Regions from separate parts of the Sus scrofa genome. Here region 2 is linked to region 1. A link is a contact called in public HiChIP or PLAC-seq data. All regions are on one chromosome and are shown on one strand. Each heading gives the region's core, a stretch centred on a gene start, on an enhancer-like site or on the middle of the called end of the contact. The rest is flanking DNA. Distances are from core to core; before and after follow the strand shown.

Region 1 (5,001 bases), core at 1,970-4,469:
GAAATTAATTGAAGCACCCAATGGGACTCTACATTATGAATCTTAATCCACTTAAATGTCCTGTCTCTATCCTCAAAGCTTTATGGCCGAAGGATACCCTATCTAAAAGGAGTTCATAAATTCTAAAGTGCCTACCACAAACCCAGTCACTCATCCAGGGAAGTGGTCCCAAGTGGCCTTCCTTGCCAGAGTTGTCATTAATGTTAACAAGGTGTAGTTACCCATCACCCTTGTCATTGCTGATGAGACTGTCCAGGAAAGGATGAACTCAAGGGACTGTACGTGGTCTGGGTACCTCTGGAGTAGCTATTGTGAACCGCATGAAAAAGATAAGCTTTCTATCAAATGGTGCCAAGACAACCTCATCATATACTCTCCTTAGAAAATATGTGTTTAAATGTTTAAATGTGTTTAAATGTGTGAGAAATAAGTTTGGTTTTTTGTTGTTGTTGTTTGTTTGTTTTGTCTTTTTAGGGCCACACCTATGGCATATGGAAGTTCCCAAGCTAGGAAGTCAAATCAGAGCTGTAGCTGCCAACCCACACTATAGCCACAGCAAGTCCAGACCCAAGGCACATTTGTGACTATGCAGCTTGCAGCAATGCTGGATCCTCAACCTACTAAGCGAGGGCAGGGATTAAACCTGAATCCTCATACATGCTAGTCAGGTTCTTAACCCGCTGAGCCACAAAGGAAGCTCCTGTTTTCTTCGTTTGTTTTAATTTCTCAACTTTATTCCTATTGCAAGTTCCCATATTACGGGGGGGGGGGGGGCTAACCTTAAGGAATTGAGGAGTCTCTCTCTTAACTCTAATTTGAAGGAACTTTAGGGAGTGCTACTGTATCACTGCGGTGAGAGCATCTGATTTGATTTATTATTTAACCTCACAGGCATCGATTGAGCTGTTTCCCCTCTTTGGTCTCCCTCCCTGTCTTCAGTCATTGATTCATTCACGTTAGGAATCCATCATCTCCATTCTTGATCACAGACTTTTTCCTGGCTAATGTCCCAATCACTCATGGTCATTCTTTGTACCTATGCCAGACAGTACAAGGAAACTCAGTAGGGCTCTTTATAGCTCTTTCCTCCTTTGCATTTTCACAAATCTCTGGGATAATCTGTTCATGCACATCTTTTTAGATTCTCTTGGAAGGCCCAGACTTTTGAAATACAAATATCAAGAAAGACTCTTTGTTTCTCCTTCTGACGTGCCATCATTTTCTTGAGACATTGAGCTCAGAACCTCTTTTCTTACCTAAGAGCAGAAAGAAATCCTATGAATGAAAACATTTAAATGGACATTCCAAAAAGCATTAGTCTTCTGCAAGACTAAGATGAGGACAGACAAAAAGATGGAAATATCACTCAAACTCAATGGCTGTCCCAAAGGAGAATATAGGAAGCCTTCTGGCTACTATTACTATCATTTTGTAGGTGAACAAACTAAGATTGAGAGGTTAAGTCACACGTTCAAAGTCACACGTTCAAAGTCACCTACCTAGTCAATAGTAGAACCAGGACTTGAGCCAAAAAAATATGACCCCAGAGTAATACTCTTAACTACTTTTGTGATAAGGAAAGGATACAGGAAGGAAAACCATAATGAACTCAGGTTATAAAGAAATAGAAAATCTATAGTGCCACAAAAGTGTGTAATGAGGGCCAGGGGAGAATGCGGGGCTCTGGTCTAATTTGAAGTTTAAGAATAGATCTCCCTCAAGGAAATATATCTGATCATTTGTGACGGAATATGATGGAGGATAATGTGAAAAAAAGAATGTATATAAATATAAGTATATATATATATGTATATATATATAAATAACTGGGTTACTTTGCTGTATATCAGAAATTAACAGAATGTTGTAAATCAACTATTATTTTAAAAATTTTAAAAAAAGAATAGATCTCCCTGAAGAAGTGACCGTTGGGCTAGGATTTGAAAGTCCTCATAGGGGCTAACTAGTCATTGGGAAGAAAGAATAGCACATGAAAAGGCCCTGAGGCAGTACAATCACAGCCTTGTATCAACCTGAAAGAAGGCCGGGATGTTTCTAGGGAGATAGATGAGTGATGAGGCTAGAAAAGGAAGCAGAAGTCACTTCTGGCTGGACTTTGTAAATTGTCTTAATGAATTTTACTAGCAATGGCCATCTCATCAGAAGAGCCTCAAGTCCTGAGCTTATATTATCTATTCAGGCCTTTTTCCTGAATGATCCAACATGACTATGGTATAGAATCTGATTGGTTCAACTTGGCAGAGGTATTTCTGGCTTATCCAATCAGCAAGAGGGGCAGGATCACATGTTCATCAGAGGCAATTGTTGTGAGGAAGAATGGTTGTTCTTCTACAAACGAATATATGTATGAGGCCACAGGCTGTGGCATTGATCAGCATCTCTGAAATTACAGGATTCCCAGACATACTCAGGTTTACCTTGTACAGTCGGTTGTATTGTAAAGATACAACAGGACAGTATGAAAAATCTGTTGATCATTCAGAAAACAGCATTAGCTCTAGTCATCCACTGTACACAGCAAAAGCGCTAGCCACTCCATCATGTGATCGGCCTCTCAGCAGCAGGCACCCAGTTTGAATGCTCTGTGAATATGGTTTCTTGGTGAGTCTCCGGATATGCTTCTTCTCCTCCTGTTACTATGACTTAACTCTCTCTTTCTTCTGATCCAGTTCCAGGAGAGCAAGAATCTGATTGAGCTAAACAGTGACCTTCCAGTACTGGGCTTCCCACCAGTCCTTTCTGGGGGAAGCTAAAGAGAACTCCATCGCCCCAGGGCCATTTCCTCTCCAGTCAGCAGGGGGCAGGAGGCGGCACAGTGGTGCTGCAAGTGAAGCAGGAAACCTTTGTGCAGGGTGCTGATTGCAACATGGAGACTGGAACCAGCCACAGATAGGTTTGCTTTGATTTGCACAGTTTTGACTCATGCAGTTTTGTTTTCAATTTAATGTTCAACCGACATTTTTAAATAGAATGTTTTCATATTAAAAACCCAGATTTCCAGCCACCCTTAAAAAATTGGAGTGTCAGAAAACACTAACGGTCAACCAATACTGAGTACTGAGTGACCTGTTTAAAGTCCCAGAAGCTGTCAGTTCAACACAGTCCTGAAATCTCCCTGCTGTCAAACTAGCTTCACTCATTTATTCACAGGCCTGACCCTTGTAGGCATCCGAGTCGGCAAACACTGAAGTAAGTAGTTGTGTAAGCTTTTCTCAGAAGGGAGTTCATGGTGAGGCACATAAAGGGTCACTGACTACAGGACTGTTATAATTTCAAGTTCAGAAACCATGCCTAGTATCATTTCATTGCTGCTGGCAACCCCTGAAACAGTTTTTGAGTTAGCCTCTGAACGTAGTTAGCTGGGCTTCCTGCCAATAGCTGCCTATAAGGCAAGTGAACTTTTATTCTGCTATGCTAGCCTAACCGCACTTGACCTGAGTGTTCTAAAAAGGATAAGAATATGGAATTCCCTCGGGCCTCACTTGTTAAGGATCTGGCACTGTCATTGCTGTGGCTTTGGGTACAGCTGTGGCACGGGTTCAATCCCTGGCCCAGGAACTTCTGCATGCCACAAGTGTAGCCAAATTAAAAAAAAAAAAAAAAAAAAAAAGGATAGAGGAGCAGCTCCTAGACATTGGAGCAATCTCATTCCACATCTTAGGTCATCCTGCTCTACCCGAATAATGCCTGTTACAAAATGCAGTAACAATAGGGTCTCCTTGCCAAGCTATGTGCTTCTTCTGGTTATCAGATGGCCCAAAGGGATGGATAATTCATTCTGGTAAAATTGGGCACTTACATGTTAACTTAGCACGTTCAGGCTTGGTCTGAAGAAGAGATGCTGCAATTTGCAGTGAAAACACATCTTACAGGCCAAATTGGTAGCCACCTACTTGCCAACCACATGACCTTGAGCAAGTCACTTAATCTTTTTCCACCTCGGTTTCTTGATCCACAAAACATAGCTAATAATACGTACCTCAGTGAATATTCTGAGGAGAGAGGCAGTGATAGGTGTACACTTTCTTCTTCACCCATGTAGGATACCAAATAATGTCAAACCTAGCTATTTGAATATTTGAATGAAATTAAACCTCTCCAGCTCCAGCTCCAGCCCCCTCTTTGTCATCTTCAGAAGTTTCTTCTGGCCTCTTTCAGGCTACCACTCTCCTGCAGGCCTTCCCCAGGTCAAATATTTAGCCGCGATTTTGCAGAGAGGAGAGCCATTTAGTCCCACGGTGGCTGCACACTTTCAATGCAGCTGCAGCTGCCTCTATTTCAGAGTAAAAGCCATCAGGCACCCTTGGCTCATTCACTACCCAAGCATCCTGCTGTGCTACCGCATGCCCCCCTGGCCACCAAAGCCATGAGCCCAAGAAGAGTCCGGGCTCAATGCAGCTGCTGTGGTCAGCTGCCACTTGCGCGGTAAGAGCCACTGTGAATGTAGGAGGGGTCTTTCCCCTGGGGCATAGGCTGTTATAGAAGCTTCATCTGCCCATCCCGCCTCTTGGGTCAGTGTCCATATGGTGACATTTGGACTACCTGGCTGCTTTCACCACTTTCCCAAAGCGTACGTGCAATCCAGCCTGCATGGCCAAGCTGGACAGTGTTTCAGACCCCATAGCACACTGTGCCAGAGCCATTCTCGCTCACGACTTCTTTAATGCCCTGGGTCCTTAGGGGTAGAGAAAGACCCTCCCTCTCACATTCTCCAGCCCAGCTCCTACAACTGGATGGCTTTGTTTCATCCATGGGAAAAGCCAAGTGGATGAATGTCCTGGGCCAGCACAGAGTGGGTGCTCCTCTTTCCCTTTTGCTACTATTCTAAAATTTATTCATGAACATATACTATCTTCCTGATTAAAAATTACTATCTTTTGGAGTTCCCTGTTTGCCTAGTTATTAAGGATCTGGTGTTGTCACTGCTGTGGCGCAGGTTTGATCCCTGGCCCATGAAATTCTGAACACCACAGGTTCCCC
Region 2 (4,736 bases), core at 829-3,328, 240 kb after region 1:
GGGGTCGAATCGGAGCTGCAGCTGCCAGTATACACCACAACCACAGCAATGAAGGATCCGAGCTGTTCCTGTGACCTACACCACAGCTCACGGCAATGCCGGATCCTTAACCCACTGAGAGAAGCCAGGGATCGAACCTCATCCTCATGGGTACTAGTCAGGTTCATTACCACTGAGCCACAATGGGAACTCCTGGGGACCGTAGCTTTAAGTGATAGAATCAACGCTAAGGATATTAGGGTGCTCACATGTCTCCCAGAGTTCAGTTAGCCAGGCTCAATATCCAACCACATTGTGAAGGCTGTTCTAGGAAAAATGCCTCTGTCGCCACCTCTTGAGAACCATCCCACAGCCCACACAACTGTCTCAGCAGGTACCAGTAACAACCTGGCACTGGCTAAGCTCTCCCATAGCTGCAGTTAAGCACTAGATGCCTCCACCACCATATTTGCCAAAAGATGGATTCTGTGCACAGCTACTTTCTCACATGGCCGCCTTCAGAATTGCCATTTTGAGTGAGTGCTCTGTGCCCTAGCAACAAGGAAGGCTGAGAATGTGTGTCCTGGCTTACACCATGGGGAAGCTCAACTCAGTTTGGAAAACTTTCCAAATACGCAGGAAGAGTGTTCAAAAGATATTGGAGCAACAACCAACGTGAAAAATTTCTCTACTCTTTGAAGCAACAGGCCACACTTTCAAGACATCCTACTAAATGGAACATAATGATTGAGACACAGGCTTTGCAGGAGTTCCCGTTGTGGCGCAGAGGAAAAGAATCCAACTAGGAACCAAGAGGCTGTGGGTTTGATCCCTGGCCTCGCTCAGTGGGTTAAGGATTCGGCATTGCCAAGAGCTATGGTATAGGTCACAGACGCCGCTCTGATCTTGTGTTGCTGTGGCTGTGGTGTAGGCCAGCAGCTGTAGCTCCGATTCGACCCCTAGCCTGGGAACCTCCATATGCCACGGTTGTGGCCTTAAAAGGATTAAAAAAAGAAAGACACAAGTTTTGCAATTCGATGAAATTGGGTTCCAGTTCTGGCTTTGCCTCTTATTAACTGAAAGATGGAACAAGCCACCCCCTGTGAGACATCATCCTCTCAACATGGGTAGACACATTAATACCATTCACCTCACAGGTTGGTGATAAGGATAAAATGAGGGAAATAAACTCATTTAGTGGTGGAGCTTCCATTCCCACAAGACAAACACTCATCTCATTAAAAATATTATTACTATCCATATTTTTATCTCTTTAAAGTCTTTTAGTTACAACCAAGTGGAGGATTTTTAAAAAAGAATATTTTTTCTTTAGCGTTGTCTTTTTCACATAAGACTATTTTTCCCCCTCATGATTATTTCACTAACAACATTATTGCAAAAGGTGTGCAAGCATTCTTAAGTTTTTTCTCTAGTATTTTTTTTCTGATTCCATTGCAAAAAGAAATTTAGAAATTCTAGAAAAGTGGAAATAAAACTCCTCAAAATTCCTCTATCTAGAGTTAGCCACTGTTAAAGGTATGCTGTGTATTTGTCTGTTGGGAAGTTGTTTTGGGGTGGTTTTTTTTTTTTTTTTTTTTTTTTGGCCATGCGCATGGCATGTGGAAGTTCATGGGCCAGGGATCAAACCCGCAGCATAGCAGTGACTCCGGGTGCTGCAGTGGCAATGCCAGATCCTTAACCCACTGTGCCGCAAGGGAACTCCAGGAAGTGTTTTATCAAGTACCAAAGTCACAGATTTGTGGACCACTGGCCATGTGGCTTGAGTTCCCCTTGATTCCCAGTAGTTGCTACAGGCCCACCGGCCACATCCTCCTGGCCACCTTCATCTGTGTTTTCTCCAGCTTCACATTGGAGAGGAAAGGTCACTTGAAACCTTTGTTGCCAGGTTGCAAGTTCTGTTTTATTTATTAATATTGTGTTCAGAGGCTCCAGGTTTTATGTGTCAACCCCGTGTTTTTGAACAGGGGAAGTAGAGGATGCCGGGAAATATTATTTGGCTCCATGGGAGCTTTTGAGAGAGTGAGAGGGGAAGAAAATTACTCTTTTATTGTGAGGTTTGCCAAATGATCTCTGAGAAGCTGTGATATCATTCAGAGGCTGTGCCAAGCTGGGTGGAAACGGCTCATCTTGGCAGACATCTAGAGAGTGTATAATTCCTCAGGGTTGGTACGGGCCTTTATCAGAAATAGTTCCATAGGCAGTATTTACATAACTGTGGTGGAGTGTGAGAATAAACACAGCTGTGGCATTGCCCTAAATATTTCTATTCAGCAGGGAATTAAAAGAGAACTTTATCGCTGAACTACAGATAAACACAATTCATCAAGCAGTGGTCAGTTCAACGGGGGAGGAAAACAGGAGTTATAAAAGACTGGTCTGCTGAAAATAGCTCCAATCAGCTAGCCTGACTTTATTGCTCCTTCTCTCCTTCCTTCCCTCCTTCCCTCCCTCCTCTTGCCCAGTTCTAGAAATTCAGGACTCATTAGCTCTCAAAGAAGTTGTCTAGATGTTTTTTCTTTTTTCCACCAAGCAGGAAGCAGAAACCACTTTGAGTTATTGAGTGTAGACCTACTGTGGGCCAGCATGCTTCCAGGTATTTTATGTATATCGCTCATTTCAGAAGGGTTCCCTTTTTCTTTCTGGGCTATAGAATTAAATGTGAATAGAAGTTAGATTATTTTGCCGAGGAGAACATTCTTTAGTAGCAATGTGTGTTGAAATGGAAGCACGACTGCCATACTTCTGAGTCATCTGCATCTTACAGGTTCCTTTAAGTATCTGTTTGTTTGTTTGTTTACTTTGCTTTTTAGGGCCACACCCATGGCATAAGGAAGTCCAGACCATGGGTCAAATCAGAGCTACATCTGACGGCCTACACCACAGCCATAGCAGCTCAGGATCCCAGCCACATCTTCGACCTACCCCACAGCTCAAGGCAATGCTGGATCCTTAACCCACAGAGTGAGGCCAGGGATCGAACCCGCATCCTCATGGATCCTAGTCAGGTTCATTACTGCTGAGCCATGATGGAAACTCCAGCATCCGTATATTTTAAACACCAGCATGGTCCTCATTCATCTGTGCACAGGAAGATAGTTCCATGGTGAGTGAGTTTTCTAGGAAGGACGTAACAAAATGGGCACACGCTGGAAAGCTGAAAACAGCAGATAGGTAGGTATTCTCTTTTAGCCGTGGAGGCAAGAAGGGTGAAATCAAGGAAATGGCAGAGTTGATTCCGTCCCGAGGCCGTAAAGCAGAAACCATTCCAGGCCATCCTTGGCCTGGGAGACATCACTGCAGTCTGCCTGCGTCCTCCCCATGCCTTCTCCTCTGTGTTTGTCTGTTCTGATGACCCTCTCATTGGATTTAGGACCCATCCTCATCCAGGGGTAGATTATCATCATCCTTCCTTTGATGAATTCTGCAGAAATTCTGTTTTCAAATGAGTCACATTTTGAGTTTCTGGGTAGATGTGAATTGGAGGAGATATGATTCAACATTTGACACATATTGAGCTTCTTAAAGGACAGGAAACATGTGCTCTACTTGCCTCTAGGGCACCCAACACATGCTGAACACTGCGAGTGTCTGGAATACTCACACATACTCACAGCGTAGTTTGACGGGCATGTGTAAAGAAATCACTGCATATTCCCAACTCCATTTTGTAACCCGAGAAATGTACTGGGGATGTTCTGTTTTAATAGGAATGACTGTGTTTTCACTAATAGTGTAGCTAAGAGAAAGCTAACTTGCTTAGATGTACCTGTATGTCAAGATAATATATAAGCCCTGTACCCACTAATAAAGTTCCTTCTCCCAGTAACCGAACCAGCAACAGAGTCTTAAAATATGCCAGAAGCTTAACGGACAATGACTAACATCAGGATTTATAAGTCTCAAAGCGCATTCACAGTTATTATCTCATTTGATTCGCTAGTAACCCCATAAAGGTTATTATCATCATCACCTTCATTACAATCATCATTAGCACTTTCTTCAACATCATCATCATCCCTATTTTATAGAAAATGAAGAAACTCGAAGCTCGTAGAAACTGTGACCTATTTGTGATCAGTGTATATGAGTCAGGACTTTTAGTTGTATTTGAAAACAACCCAGGTTTTGTTTGTTTGTTTGTTTGTTTGTTTGTTTGTCTTTTCCCAAGGCATATGGAGGTTCCCAGGCTAGGGGTCTAATCGGAGCTATAGCAGCCAGCCTACGCCAGAGCCACAGCAACACAGGATCCAAGCTACGTCTGTGACCGGCAACGCCAGATCCTTAGCCCACTGAAGGAGGCCAGGGATTGAACCCGAAACCTCATGGTTCCTAGTCAGATTCGTTAACCACTGAGCCATGATGGGAACTCCAACAACCCAATTCTAACTGGCTTATGCAAAAGGGGAACATGGAAGGAAATACAAGGCTATGCTGGGTGTCAGGTACAGCTGGATCCAGGTCTCTCATCTCTCAGCTCTGCTTTCCTCTATATTGGCTTCATTTGCTGGAAGTCCTGTCTTCCTCATAGCAAGGTGGTCATGAGTAGATCCATGATTATAACTGTTCCCTCTGTGAGGATGAGAAAAAAAGATCATCTTAACAATTACGTCTGGAGTTCCTGTCATGGCTCAGTGGTAACAAACCTGACTAGTATCCATTGGGATATGAGTTCAATCCCTGGGGCCTCACTCAGTGGGTTAAGGATCCAGTGTTGCCGCAAGCTGCAGCGTAGGTCA

The links. HiChIP or PLAC-seq counts read pairs in DNA pulled down with a chosen protein or histone mark.
Region 2: an H3K27ac HiChIP or PLAC-seq map of skeletal muscle shows a contact between it and region 1. The contact joins two enhancer-like sites. A contact is called at or near these places in 1 of 47 Hi-C or Micro-C datasets (liver) and 1 of 2 datasets of contacts at active chromatin or transcription factors (skeletal muscle).

The regions. Positions count from the first base shown.
Region 1 is chr4:18,194,067-18,199,067 of Sscrofa11.1, forward strand. No RefSeq gene overlaps it. Among named protein-coding and RNA genes, the nearest start is that of SNTB1, 92 kb to the right of the region's middle. Within about 2 kb of position 3,220, at least 13 of the 83 cell types and tissues checked have an H3K27ac peak or open chromatin away from gene starts, as enhancers often do. A contact at or near this core is called in skeletal muscle, where this site is marked.
Region 2 is chr4:18,431,348-18,436,083 of Sscrofa11.1, forward strand. All of the region lies in intron 3 of SNTB1 (beta-1-syntrophin), which reads left to right. Among named protein-coding and RNA genes, the nearest start is that of SNTB1, 140 kb to the left of the region's middle. Within about 2 kb of position 2,079, at least 17 of the 83 cell types and tissues checked have an H3K27ac peak or open chromatin away from gene starts, as enhancers often do. A contact at or near this core is called in skeletal muscle, where this site is marked.